Linked DNA regions of Mus musculus: region 1 is linked to region 2. Evidence: chromatin contacts called from public HiChIP or PLAC-seq data. All regions are on one chromosome and are shown on one strand. Each heading gives the region's core, a stretch centred on a gene start, on an enhancer-like site or on the middle of the called end of the contact. The rest is flanking DNA. Distances are from core to core; before and after follow the strand shown.

Evidence for each region. HiChIP or PLAC-seq counts read pairs in DNA pulled down with a chosen protein or histone mark.
Region 1: an H3K27ac HiChIP or PLAC-seq map of hepatocytes shows a contact between it and region 2, with 2.2 times the contacts expected there. The contact joins the enhancer-like site here to the promoter of F5 in region 2. A contact is called at or near these places in 6 of 39 promoter capture datasets (HPC-7-derived erythroid cells, embryonic stem cells, hematopoietic stem and progenitor cells and 3 more), 3 of 484 Hi-C or Micro-C datasets (the AML12 cell line, the C2C12 cell line and nephron progenitors), 3 of 115 datasets of contacts at active chromatin or transcription factors (astrocytes, embryonic stem cells and hepatocytes) and 3 of 9 other capture datasets (adipose tissue, liver and pancreatic islet).

Annotation. Positions count from the first base shown.
Region 1 is chr1:164,203,216-164,210,417 of GRCm38.p6, reverse strand. F5 (coagulation factor V) reads right to left here. Exons shown (of 25, transcript NM_007976.3): 17 at 5,457-5,636; 18 at 3,292-3,408; 19 at 2,495-2,566; 20 at 1,378-1,481; 21 at 800-955. Among named protein-coding and RNA genes, the nearest start is that of Gm51287, 11 kb to the left of the region's middle. Within about 2 kb of position 1,802, at least 15 of the 459 cell types and tissues checked have an H3K27ac peak or open chromatin away from gene starts, as enhancers often do. A contact at or near this core is called in hepatocytes, where this site is marked.
Region 2 is chr1:164,149,627-164,156,565 of GRCm38.p6, reverse strand. F5 (coagulation factor V) reads right to left here and starts at 4,731. Exons shown (of 25, transcript NM_007976.3): 1 at 4,446-4,731; 2 at 2,152-2,240. The coding sequence starts at 4,603. Gm16548 (predicted gene 16548) reads left to right here and starts at 4,349. Exons shown (of 3, transcript NR_037987.1): 1 at 4,349-4,707; 2 at 6,922-6,939. Selp (selectin, platelet) reads right to left here. Exons shown (of 16, transcript NM_011347.2): 16 at 6,540-6,939.

The sequences.
Region 1 (7,202 bases), core at 553-3,052, 57 kb before region 2:
TGCATAGATATGGATCTGAAAATCTTGAAGGCATGATTTTGATGGCTATCAAGTTTTCTCTCCCCTTACTGGTTGATATGATAAGCACCGGAATTTAGGATTTTCTTTTTTAGTGATTTTTATCTAAGCTACATTACAAATATGTCACTACTAGAAACAGTCAAGACAGCAAAGAAAAAGTAGCACGTGGTAAAGTGATTGATTTACATAAAGTACCAACAGAAACAGACTCAAGGTGTTTGTGCAATCATGGCAGACAGGCTCTCAGTGTTTGGATATTATTCTTGGGGGAGGAGCCTGGGAATGAGGAATGATCTAGGCATCTTGTCTGGGCTCATGGAATACCAGACGGGAGTCTGTAAGTCCTCTGGCATGTCCTCTAAGGTGGCCAGAGAAGGACGGTGCCTCAGAGCATCAATGGATGTCCACAATCACCATAAATCAAGGTGTGTGAGATACAGAACAAAGTAAAAGGTGATAGAAAAATCAAAACCCTTTGCAGACACAAGCAGTTCCTAGCATAGGGGCTGTGTTGAACAAGGGTGGACACTGCGCTGAATACTGCTGCCAATCTGTTTTGAAGTGGTACTTGCTTCAATGTTTTTCCTTTCAAGTTCTGCAGAGATTTGAAGATTTTTTTATTGTACAGACCCATCATCATACTATCATTTTCACTTCCTAAGACCCTTAGAAAGCCATTCATTCACTTTTCTAACTCCCCGAAATGCAATTTGAAAGGCTACTGCTATGGAAAGCCCAGCGTGAGCCTTAAGATTTAGCTAGAAATGAGTGCTCAAACCATCACGCTCTTCCCGCTCTTCCCTCTGAAGATCTGCCAGTTGGTTTGGTCAGAGCTGTAAGCCACTTGGAACTCCGTGGTAAAGCAGGACTTTAGGTAGTGTTTAGCACCTTGGGTTTGTATCCCGGTGACTACAACTTCCTTCTGCATGTCCACCTGCAACACAGTCAAGCGAGTAAACAGAACCATCCTTGTTAGTGAGTCACACCTTACCGTAACTCAAGCTATAATCAGCTTTCTTTAGCATTGGGAATACCCAAGGTCTTAGTAAATTCATTAAGTGGCGAGGTACAGCCCACAGTTGAGCAAAGCACATCTGAACTTGAATGTCAGTGTGGACACTGACTAGCTGTGCTGCACTTTGGGAAAGCAGTTGACACCTTTGTTGCTGGGGTTTCTTTCATAGACTGAAAATTACTTGACCTACCTCTCATTGTCAATTATGAGAAAGCAACCACTGAGAACAGTAACTACATCTACTCAGGGCTGTTTCCTTCATTGCCATTTCAAGAAACAACTAAACCCACGACCTGTGTTGTCATCATCGTAACCAATATTATGAGGTTAGTTAGACGTACCTGGATCCAAGGTTTAATGGGAAAATCTAATGCAGTTTTTTCTATACTCCAAGCATTGTATGAACCAGCATTGTTTAATCGTGCTAATCTGGGCTCCCAATAAGCTAAATTCAAAAGAAGAAAAAAAGGAATTTGTGAATTAATTTATTTTTGAAAAAAAAAAAAGTCTTGTTGTATATATAGACCAGGCAGGACTAAAGTTCACTGTTTTTCTGCCTCAACCATATACTACCATGTCTGGCTTGAAGAATTCTCCCCACCCTCAATAGAAAACTACCAACTTCTCAAATAAGTTTAGTACAGCAGAGAACCAGACCTATATGCTATAGTTATGAGACCAGGCAGGTGACATGAACTTTGGCTGCCAAGCTAGTCCTCAGTGATGAAACCTTGGCTTCAGGCCATGTTTAGTCAGTTGTAAGCCATCATCCACCCTTTCTAGCACATAGGTCATGTTTGTGTTTTCTCAGTTATGTTGATACGGCTACTGCCGAGTGTGCCTACCAAACAGGAAGACTTGGGAGGAATATGTGGGAACCTCATTATTCTTTTGATGACAGCCTCTAGATCTCAGGAAGGGATTTGAGGCAGAAGGAAAAAAATTTTAAGAGATACTTTGATCGTAATGTTTCTTGACTAGATGAATGGCTAGCATAAACATTGAGACCCTCTTCCTTAGGTGATAGAACCCTGTGAATCTTGTTGGAGGTTTTGCGTGTGAGTCAATGTAGGTAAGATAAACGGAATTTGGGAAATAATTACAAGGTCATAAGATAAAGTTATTTATTCCCTGCCAATTCCCTGTAGAGCTACTGGGCTGCCTAGGCGGATATATCAGCAAAGTTGAATTCTTGATTTTTCCTAGAACAGGCCCTTTGGGAACAATACACATCACAAGAAGTGGAAATGATAAATGTATGAATAGGATTTTTGCTCCTGAAATATTTCTTCTTCCTCTTCCAGAGGAACCCCATAAATGGGGTTGTTTCATTAAGCTATAGCAGACGAAAGCCTAGAGAGAGGAATTGGCTCATAGATGACTGTCATGCATAGCTTTATGAGTTGCATACTGAGACTGTAGGCATGGCCGGTCACAGGCTATGATGTCCATACTTACTCAGATATTCCGAAGCCTTGATCTGTGAATCAGATATGACACCAGTGCTTAGTCCCATTGGCATCTTACACTCTAGGAAAAAACAAAAACAAATGCTTTTTGCTCAGAAACTACATATGACAAGTAAAACCTCTATGTCTAGAGATTATTTTCATTTACCATCCATGATAATGACTCTAATATGCCCAGTTAGAAAGAGATAAACACTCAGCAAGACTGGTGCTTATCTGAATAGTAACTAACACAGCAGAAAATAACTGGAGTCTTTAAAACAGTATGTTTAAGCTGATGTCCATCTGGTTGTATTTTAAAGCAAACTATTTACATTAAGGACTATTACTCATAAGAATGCACTCTTGGCCATTGACCTGGAAAGTACAATGCTATTTACATCTTGCTCAAGGAAAGAAATACCAGATAATGGGTACCTGGATGTGAGCACTGTAGTTGGTAGTCGACAGATGCTTGGCAAGAACTGCTCATGAGTGGAGAGATTACTGCCTGTTACTGCAGAATTCTGATTACTCTTTCTGCTCTACTCTAGGAACTTAGAGATTTTCTTATGTATATTTTCCCATGGATCACAAATTAGGAGGAAGGGCACTTTCTATTGGTTCCCCAGTCATGGAATATTTGACCTATTTGTTAGGGTTGTAGAGATAATTGTTATGTTTTTAATGGTCAGAAAAAAAAGCCCGTCTTCACATTTTCACACTTGCAGATTACTTTCAATCTGGAAGTTGGAAATAGTCTAGTACTAGGCACTCCCTCACCCGTAAACAACATGCAAGTGATACCTTTGTCTATGATGAGAAATGGCGTTTGCATGCCAGCTACCTGGTTTTCTCCAACCTCTGTGTCTAGGAGCCACCAGCCAGGCTTGGATGCCTTCATTTCAAGAGTTTTAAATGAACCTAAAATAGAGAGTGAGGACAAAATTACAAACTCGATGGTTAACACATTAATGTTGTGACGGAGCTCTCTATGAATCTTGAAGTCCCTGTATCCCATGTGTAGGAGACTTTAATTAAAGTGGTGCATTTCTCTTGAGGTTGTTACAGATGAAAATGAACCCAACAGCAGCTACAGCACCAGCACCCACAAATCACCAAAACTAGGGTGGGGAGGTACAGTCAGGAGAATGCTTGCCTAGAATTCACAAAGTCCCGACTTTGACCAAGAACCCTATAAACTGGGCACCTTAGTATATGCTGCTAATCAAAGTGCTCATAGGAGGAGGCAGAAGGATCAGGAGTTCAAAGCCATCTGTTACTGTATGGGGATACAGGAGACTATTTTGAGCAAATAAACCATCAAGCAGACAAATAAGAAAAAAATGCTACAAATAAATAACTTAGACATTAAAAAAAATCTATCAGCTCCCCTAAAAAGGAATTTTTATTTATCTGTACTGTTACAAGTTACCCCATACACAATTCAAGTACAGTTCCAAGTTTCAAAATTACTCAACTTTATGGCTATTAAATATGTTTTCTTTCTCTCTTCTTCTATGTTAATATGTAAGGAATAAAAATATCCTTTCCTTATGGTTTCAAATACTCTTAAAAGTGTACATACATGGGTAAAAATGTATATAAATTATTTCAGAAAAAATGAAAATGTTTCTAAAACCTCTGCTTATTCATACTGACACTTGATGTCTACTCTGCCAATTGATCCTATGCTTAAATTCCATTGATATAATTTAGGACCAGGTCCCTGACTGAAGGTAAAACTTAACAGTGGATGACTATTCATCTCAAACACAGTGAGCAAGATTTCTCATCTTCTTCTCTTGTGAAAATATGGGCTGAATTTGGTGGTCCATCCTGTGTCTGAAGTTAAACAGAACATCACTTTCTATATTTCTTAGAAAGTGGCATGGAAGAACCAAACAAGAAGCCATTTTTCTGTCTTCTTAGTAAAATGGACCCATCTGGACTTCCATTTTCACATACAAGATCAACTCACACAATGACTTCCTCCTTGTCAACATATGAGACCAATTTACACAGTGACTTCCTTTATGTCCACATATGAGATCAATTCACACAGTGACTTCCTCCAAATTCAAATATGAGGCCAATTCACACAATGACTATCTCCATGTCCATATATGAGACCAATTCACACATTGACTTCCTCACCCTAACTCCTGCAAAGAGATGGCCTTTCACTAGATCCTCAGACCTTGGAAGAGATGCAGAATCCTGGCTCTCCTCTCCAAGACCTATGCCTATCCAAAGCCTCTGAGAGTAAAGTCGCAGTAGATGTGCATCCTAGCTAGTGTCTTAGGTCTTCAGTGGCATCTTGCCCTCATAACCCCTTTCACTAACAGGTCTCCCTGGAAACAACTTAGGGACACAACAACAAAACCCTCACTGATGACTGCTGTTTGTTTAGATCTACACTAAACTAACCCTCCTACTTTCACATGCAAAGCTCTAAGTACCCCATCAGCTCTTAGAGTCATTAAAAGGTACCTTCCCTCCAGAGTCATGGATCTGTTCAAGCTTATGATTCTCAGAGTCACTTCCTCAGAAAGTCAGGGTGAAGGTTTCAGAAGTGGATTACAAGAATCCAGAAGAGCTCAATTTAAGTTTCTAATCAACCTCCCAATAGCAACTGTTTCTTTTTTCCTGTGCCTTGGTGACTTATCTTGTCATGTACTTAAATCTAATTCTAAAGACACAGGAGAAACTGCATGGGACACAGAATCTCTGTAGAACCAAGTGGGCTCACAAATCTGTCCTGCGAGGTGCCTACACACAGCTCATAGGAGATCTGTTTTGTGTTCTGTATACAGCATGGAAACAGAGCTTTGCCTCAGGATCTAGATCTTCTCTTCTGATTCCTTAAATGGTAGATGTACAAGGAGAGAAAGAGAGATGGCGCCCTATCTCGCTTACAGGTGCCCCATCTATTCCTTAGCAGGGACCTCTTCCATCACTCAGATCTTTACCAGGCAGAAGGGGCCAGACGCCTAACTGGTGCTGTTTGGTCCTATTATCCAGCAGGGTCTGGCCATGGAAGTGAACCACGTGAATATCTCGGGAGCCGCCCATGTTCAGCAGGTGTAGCCTCACCCACTCTTGCTCGTACATTCTCAGGCCGGGCAGGTTGTAGATCATCCCATTAATTGCTGAAAGGAAAGAAAGTTGTAATCATTTAAGAACTTGTCTCACAAGGAGGAGTCAGGTAGGCTTCCCCCATCACCACCCATCTTCCTCATTGCCAGGCATTTCTAGGCCTACGCAGATATAGAAAGAGTTCTTGGCAGTTCCATAGAACCAATAAGAGGCTGAATTAGAACTTCCAACACCTGCAAAAGTATGATTCAGCTCCATTTCAAAACAGCCTTTGTCTTTTCCCCTAGATTTTGTCCCTCTCCTGCTTAAGGCTTTGCCCATTTTCCCTTCACATGATAGTATAAATGTTCATTTGCTGCAGAAGAATGAGAAAGGGTGGATAATGCAAAGCCCTAGGGTGAGAGTAAATGACAGGTTCAGTGTGTCACACTCTCCTTGTAGAGACGGCTCCTCTACCTACATCTCAGGTTAGAGTCTAAGTCAAGGTAGTGCAATGTTGTATCTACATTCCTTTAGTGAAATAGGTGGATTGTGTTTTGTTTTGCCTGGAACTCACTTTTTAGCCCAAGGTGACCTTGAGTTCAAGGCCTTCTTGATTTCTCCTAGGCCATACTACCACTGTTTGCCTTTGTGTGTGTGTGTGTGTGTGTGTGTGTGTGTGTGTGTGTGTGTCTGGGAGTATGTAGTATGTTTATGTGTGGTGTATGTCTGTGTGCATGTGGTGTGTGTGTGTCTGTGTATGTGGTGTATGTCTGTATGTCTTTGTGTATGTGGTGTGTGTGTGTGTGTGTGTGTGTGTGGTGTATGTCTGTGTGTGTTTAAAGCACCTGATACAATCTTAATTGTTTTAAAAATATAACACAAAAAGGTTAATGATAAATCTTGTTGCTACCAAAAACCGAAACATAAGCAAGGGAAGAAATCTTTTCTTCAAGGGTTCGTTGTAGGATTTTGGAAACCAGTCAAGAAAGCTTTTTGGAAGGAAAGGAGTTGAAATCATTTTGGCACTTGTGAAATCACACTAAGTGTGGGAGCGCCTAGCTACACACCTGGGCACCAGCCCTCAACCCCATGCTTCAGTTTCTATTAAAGAATCAGATGTTATCAGAGGTGATAATTGTGTGGGCATTGTTGGAGGCTGCACCAGGATATGGGAGTGAGGACTTTAAACAGAACTCAATGAACATTTGATAGATGGAGCTGAATGACAGGATTTGTTCATTTATTCATATATCTCCTGAGCACATGCTACAAAAGCCAGGCAGGGGCTGGGGACTCTAGAGATCTGTTTGTCACATAGCCTGATAAACACTGTAGGTTGGAATTGCATAGAGCCCATGAATTATGAAGCATGTATTGAGTACTGAAGCTGTACTAAATGTATTTGACTTTTTGAGAAAATCAGGAAGTATTTCTTAGAGGGCATAGCTGAGAGACAAGCCTGTCTGACTCTGCAGTCTGTACTTTCTTACTAGACTGAGGGGACTTCTAAAGGGTGCACATCCTGCTCATGTGAGCAAGCACCAGATCTGAGAGGCCTAGAGGGGAGGGGATGGGATTGGGGGGGGGGGAGGGGAGGGGAGGGGAGGAGCAAAAAACACTATTTGTAGTCTAATAGC
Region 2 (6,939 bases), core at 3,482-5,981:
AAATATTTGTGTTTTTTGATAGTCTCCCCCGTGACAGGGTCATTTAATCCCTAAAGGGTTTCAACCCAGAGGCTGGGAACCTTTGATCTAAACCCTCATGTTCTCCACTTCTGTTCTAAAATGCATCTTTATACCCAACCCACACCCACGTCTGGCCTCCCAATCCCGGTTTTCTCTCTCTCCTCACCACTAAAGTGGAGACTGTTCTGTATTGTTCTTCCTTAACACTGTGCTATAATGTTCCATTCGCAGTCATCTCTACCAGCTGACAGATGACGGAAAGTCAGAATTCACCTTTACGGAGCCTCAGAGGTGGCGTTCCTAGGTTGCGATCATTAACAGAATACTTAACTGTCTTTATTTAAAAGTAAATAAATATACAAATTATAAGGCACAAGAAGATAAAAATGAGCAAAAATATTGTGTCGACATATCAACGATATTATGATAGGCCTGCTCTCATGGAGACCTAATTCATAACTGGAATAGCAGCAATAACAATAATGTAGCTAACTTCTGCTAAGCTCTTGTCATGTTTGAGCATAGGATAAGTACTTTGTATTCGTTAAACCTCACAGCATCTCTAACAGGCAAGCGCAAGTTCAGGGTGCTGGGAGTATACAGAAGAGAGAAAAGGTACTTGAGCCAGGCTAGGGTGGGAATCCAAGCTCTGTCCTAAAGGACATGGCTCCTGGGTAAGTAGCTGTAAAAACCACAGTTGTGGCTGACTTTGGAGAGCAAGGGAAGAGTGGAGGCATTGAGAGAGAGTGGTAAAGGAACAGAAAGATATTTTCATTTTTCTAGATAAGATTTACCTGAAAAATATTCTGTTGGTGATTTTTTTTTTCAGAAGGAAAAGATTTGATTTGAGGAAGAACTGAAGAGTGAAAGAGACCAGAGGACAAAGGTGAGAGCAGGAGGTGGAAGGGGTGGGGGAGGAGAAGAGGCAGGAGATGAGCCTAGGATGGATAACAGATCATCACCAGGCTGGGAGAAGGTGAGCAAACTAATGGTAAAGAATGCAACTGGAAGATGCTCTCCCTGGAGATGACCTCTGTCATTCCTGTGAAATAGGTTCGTATAGTTAAGATCTCAGAGCCCTCAATAAGTTAGTGTTTGATTAAGGAAGCACAAAAGAAAAAAAAAAGAAAGAAAGAAAGAAGAGAGGTTTCCTTCAAATGCCATAGCTATTGGAAAAGCAGAGGATCAAATCTATGTAGCTCCTTTGAATGGGTACAGGAAGCTGGATAGAAACAATAGCAAATTCATTCTGTTAGGGCACACCAGTGCCTAGCCAACTAAGGAAAGTCTAAGTTTACTTTGTCTACTCTTGTGCTTGCTCATAGTGCCTAATTCACCGTCAAGCCCGCAGAAGGTGCTCACCTGTGGTTTGCTAGATGAATAAACACAAAGTGAAACACTGAAACTTTTTGTTTGGCTTTATTGACCGAGGCTAAAGGCATGGCTGGCTGTGTAACATGTGACCTGTTCAATTCCACATTACCCCATGCTCAGAAAAACTGCAGTTTGGTTTAGATTTCACCATCTACAAAATTCTCAATAATTTGAAGAGCCCCATATTCTCACTGGGTCTGAGCATACATATTATACTGCTGGTGTTTGACAAAAACATCACATATCCTATAATGGAAGATAACTAAATGAATATTTAGTTACTTATTTTGGGGTGTGTTTGTGTGCTTGTATCATGGTGCATGTGTGGAGATCAGAGGCCAACTTGAAAGATTAAATTCTTTCCTTCTACCATGGAACTGGGGATGGAACTCAGGTCTTCAGGCTTAGCAGCAATTACCTTTAGCCACTGAGCCATCTGACCAGTTCACAATGTAGATACTTTAAGTATAAAGAATACAATATTTTCCACGAAAAATTATATTTAAAATAAAAACTACAGGCTGTGTCTGGTGGCACAGGCCTATAATGCCATCTAGTTGAGAATCCGAGACAGAAAAATCACAATTCATAGTCTTCCCCAGAGACCTTGTCTCAGAATAAAAATTTAGATGTAGACCAGGGATATAGATCAGTGGTAGAGGTTTTTTTTTTTTTTCTTTTTCCTTAGCGTTTATTAGATTTTAGGTCCAAACACCAATATAATAGTAATTTAAAAAATATATTTTGTAGGCTTACCTGAGTTGCTAGATCGTGGCTTTTCTTTCTTAAAATACTGTTCATACTCTCTGTAGACAATTTTCTTGAAGGAAGGTATAGAATTCAAACTGGAAATAAAGTACAGAAACGAACTTGAAAGTCATATAATATCTATCTATTTCTATTCCAGAAAGAAAGGTGTCTATGTGACTATTTTTGTTGAAGAGCAAAGTGACAGTAATTTATTGTATTTCCAAAGCCCAGGGTTTTATAAATTTGGATCACAAGTGAAGTCAATGGGATAATCATTGGTCTTTTCAAAGACATTCTGCCTCAGTGTGCATGCTCCCATGAACACAAGCCCAGTGCTTCTCTAAGTCTGCTCTTCAGAGTCAAGTTTTTTCTATAAAGGATGGTAAGCTCGTCACACAAACTCGAACTTCAGGTCTAAATTAAAAATATAAGTCACTGAGAAGTGTATGTGAACCATTTCTCAGTCGATGAATCAGACATCATTTAGAAACGTTTTCCACTTTCATTCCGTGGTTTTGAATGACTAGAAGGTGTGGTGAATTGGTGTCCATCTGATGGAGCCTGCCTCTAGTTGGGAAAGCAAAGACAGCAGTAGGGCAAAACTCTAGGATTTGTATTAGAAAAAATCCTGCATTGGGAAGATAAAGGCGCTTCCTTAGAAGATGCAGAGGATAAACACCCTCCTGATAAAGATCCTGGAGGGTTAAACCATTTCCTCAGCTTTAGCTGACCCAGTAGGTGTCCGCTCCAGTCTCTATGTCTAGAGTCAACAAGGTCAGGTGTCTTGATAACTACATCTTTCACAGGAGGGATGAAGACCCTGGGAAACTTCCTTTAGCAGTTTTCCCTACTGGTAACTTACCCACTTCTCTTTCCTTACCAGGGGAAGACCTGTGCAATGTTGTTAGCTAGAGTCCTCATGCTGTGCATTTGATCGGAATTTGTTCATCTCTAACCTTGTGTTAACTCAAACCTACCTTTGCCTTACCCCAGGCTGAATGCAGTCACTTGAACACAAGTCTGTGTTCTCTGCCCCTAAGCAGCAAAATTGATGTTGGAAATAATGTTATTTTCTTTTGGGATTGGGGTGGGGTGGAGGTGTTCAGTTAGTGGTACTTTCCTAAGAGTATGGGTGTGGTCTAGATTATTACTCTGAAAATGCAATCTTTAAGTCATTTAGATGTGATATTTCTCACTAGCATGATACCAAGACTGAATACAATGCCTTCCCAAACAACCCAGAACCAACAACAGCAAACTCAAAGGCTGATTATTCATTTATACTAAAACATTACACATTGCTTTCAAGATATTACATTATTTTCTTTGGCTGATTGCTTTGGTTTTGCAATTGTAAAAGAGGAACACATCTTTCACAATCACTTAAACTTTGATGTCAACTAAAAGGGAAAAAAATGCGTCAACCAGTAAGCGAGGCTTAGCATTTAAAATAAAAACACTCGTGGTCGCAAGTGCTACGTAGAATCTATGACTTGGGTAACTGCAGGCAGGTTAGCAAAATATATTCTGCAACTCAAAGTTAGGTTTGATATTATTTAAGCCTCCTCTTAGTTAGACATGCCTTTGAATGACTACCTTATGTGCTCACTAACATGGGTAATAATCAGGGCAGACCAAAATACCCAGGATAAGTCATATTCCAGGAAGTAACTCAAAATGAGAGGAAAAAATGAAGCCACATTAGGTAGCCAGGGGTAAGTCTAGGAAAAGTGAAAATACAAGTGTGCCTTCCCTTCCCTCTGAACCCACAGTGAAAATCGTTTATAGGAAGGCAACAAAATCTCCTTATAATGAAGTACATGGTGACAGCTTTGACATCTTTTTCTTTAGAAGATGAACTTGTGTTTAACAGGAATAAATATTATATAACTAGAAGGTCCTTTTTCTTTTTTTTAAGCAGACTGTCAAAAGGCTTAAGCCGAATGCACAGGAAGGGCTAAGAGGGCTGTGGAGGTGTGTCCTTTCAACCCATCAATACACTAAACTAACAAACGTGGGGGGAAAACAGATTAGGGATTGCACCTGGAAAGAAAGCCACAGCTAACCATTCACATTGAAATTTCCACATCCTCAAAATGATAAATTATGTCCATAGAGACAAAATTACACCCACACAACATTAGTCTCTCTCTCTCTCTCTCTCTCTCTCTCTCTCTCTCTCTCTCCTCCTCCTCCTCTTCCTTTTCCTTTTCCTCCTCCTCCCAGCCCACCCCCACCCCTTGCAACTATAATAGATTTTCTTCCTTGAAGAAGCCCACCTGGATTTCACCCCCAGTTACCTTGGATCTGTGGGCTCAGGATGATAGTTCCAGAGGATCCCCTGAGCTGCCACATAGAACTGCCTTAGTTGCGCGGCCTCTGCCTGGTGGCTGCCCCAGCCCGCCCAGCGGGTTCCCAGAACCACCAGGAGGAAGAAGCACGGGCAGACTAGGAGCATGGCCCTTGTCCTGCCGCGCGCTGCCACCACCGACAGTGCTCAGTGCTCTGTCCCTGTTGCGCGCTGATCTGTCTCCCTGGAGGACTAAGAAGCTGCAGGGCACAGTGAGTGTCCCTGTCCCCTGTGGTGGCTGTCTAACCCTACCTCCCTCTATGCCTAGTGTAGGCAGGGGCTTGTTGAGGTCACTCCCCCCTGTGGCCACAGGCATTTACTAGAGAGAATGCCAGACAAGGAATGTAGAGGGAAAGGAAGGGCAAGCCTGCTGGAGGTTATGGCTCTGGAGCAGTGCCCAAGGGTCTCCGCCCCATCACAAAGCAGCATTTCCCCCACTTCAACGTAGGTGGGAGCAGCAATCCCACTTAACCTGCGCGGGTGGAGGTGGGGGGATGGGGTAGGGGTTCAAAGTTTAGGCTTGTCAGCTGATTTCTGCAAGCCTTAGTAAGACCCAACACCCATCCTCAGATCCCAGGAAAATGGCACTGCACAGTAACCAGAAAACAGCCTCAGGACAGGTCCACCAACAGGTTAGCAGTCTGAATCTCTTAGGACAGACCGCTTGGTAAGGGCTTGTCACCAGCTCAAGTGTAGCCGAGACCAGGGTTTAGAGAACTCATTTGAGATAGTCAGTAGCTGTGTGGTCTGGGGCCAACTATGTCTTTAGAAATACTTTTGACATCTGTAAAATAAGAATGGCAATTCTAGTTTTCCTTGATCTTATTATTGGGAGGGGACAAACTGTTGTAAACTGGACAGTCCCCAGGGCCTAGGTAGCTACAGTCTATGATCTTGTCTTTGCTCGTTCTCCTGTATCCTTGGCATGGTGTTTTAGATTTTATTTTTCTGTTGGTGGCAAAGCTGAGAATTATGCCTGAATCAGCAGGATGGCCTGCCCTGAATTCTCCAGAACTTTGTCTCTGCTCAGACTTTCTGCTTCCAGCACATCCAGTAAATTGTGATCTGGTACCATCCAGGTTCCGCAGCAGCCTCTCCCTCTCCCTCCCCCTGCCCCACCCCTCCCCCTTCCCTTCCTTCTCCCCTCCCCCCAACTCCTGCTTCTGTTTCTTTGCTGATCACATCACTGATATTCTTCAGTCAGTTTATAATGCCCCTTCTTGAGTCAGGCATGATGGCACATGCCTGTAATCCCAGCACACGAGGGCTAGAAGCAGGGGAATGTGAGTTTGAGGCCTGAGATCAGCCTAAGCTACGCAGTGAGACCATGTACTGAAAAGTAATTAATTAGCAGATGTGTGCACACATAACTACACTAGGAAGAATGCTCACACGGATTTCCTTCCCTTTCTGCTTCCCTGCTCTTTAAAGTCAGAATTTCTGCCATTGTCTCTGATTCTGGGTTCCAGTTGACTTTTCCGTTTCATGAACTTAATCTGCTCAGATTATATACTCCTTTTGCTAACCTTTCATTAGGTTTTCAAGATGCCCTTGTATCTGTGGCTAGATTATGATCTATTCAAGAGCAGGGATGATGTCTTATACTCCTGATCCACAGTTCCAGGAGTTTCCAAAATGCAAATTCGGACACAAGAGACATGGTTGAGATCTATGGTCCTATAATATCTAGCCTAGTATCTGTCTATCTGTCTGTCTCTCTGTTTGTCTCTGTCTCTCTCCACACACACACACACACACACACACACACACACACACACACACAGACACACACACACACACACACACACACACCAAATTAGATGCTATTGACAATGTAAGAAAAAAAAAGCAGCAGGTCTCTAAATTACTTTCTTCCCTTTTCCCCCAAATCATTGCAACTTTTCCAAGGACAGCTTTACTGCCCTTGCTTGCTTGTCTGCTTATGTGTCCAGGCTACATGGTGACCAATGGATCTCATTACAGCTCAGCAAAGCAACTGCAGTTTTTGACTCCTTAATGTTTGCATCAATTACAGACAAGCCATATGTAATTTTCAGTGACTTATTTATTAAATATGTGCATTAAATTACATATAAAACAATATCTGTTCTTTCCTGCAGAACAGTAATTGCAAAGAGGACCTTTTTCTGCTCCTCTGACTTTTGTTTTTGTTTTTTTCCTCTGTGGTCAGGGGATATACGACATACATTTGTGCTTTCACTGGAAGGTCCAGCTGTCATTTAGAGGGTTGTAACTGTGACCACATTGGTGGTAGACAAAGTGCTATACACAGAACTTATTGAACAAAACACAAAGAGCTTGACATTTGGGGAAGTTGAGTTATTTATACATCCAAACAATGATCTTTGGGTGCTTTGGTGGAGGGAAAGTCTGCAGTCAGATGTGACGTCTTGGCTCTGTTCCAGATCTTCTGTGTCCCCTAG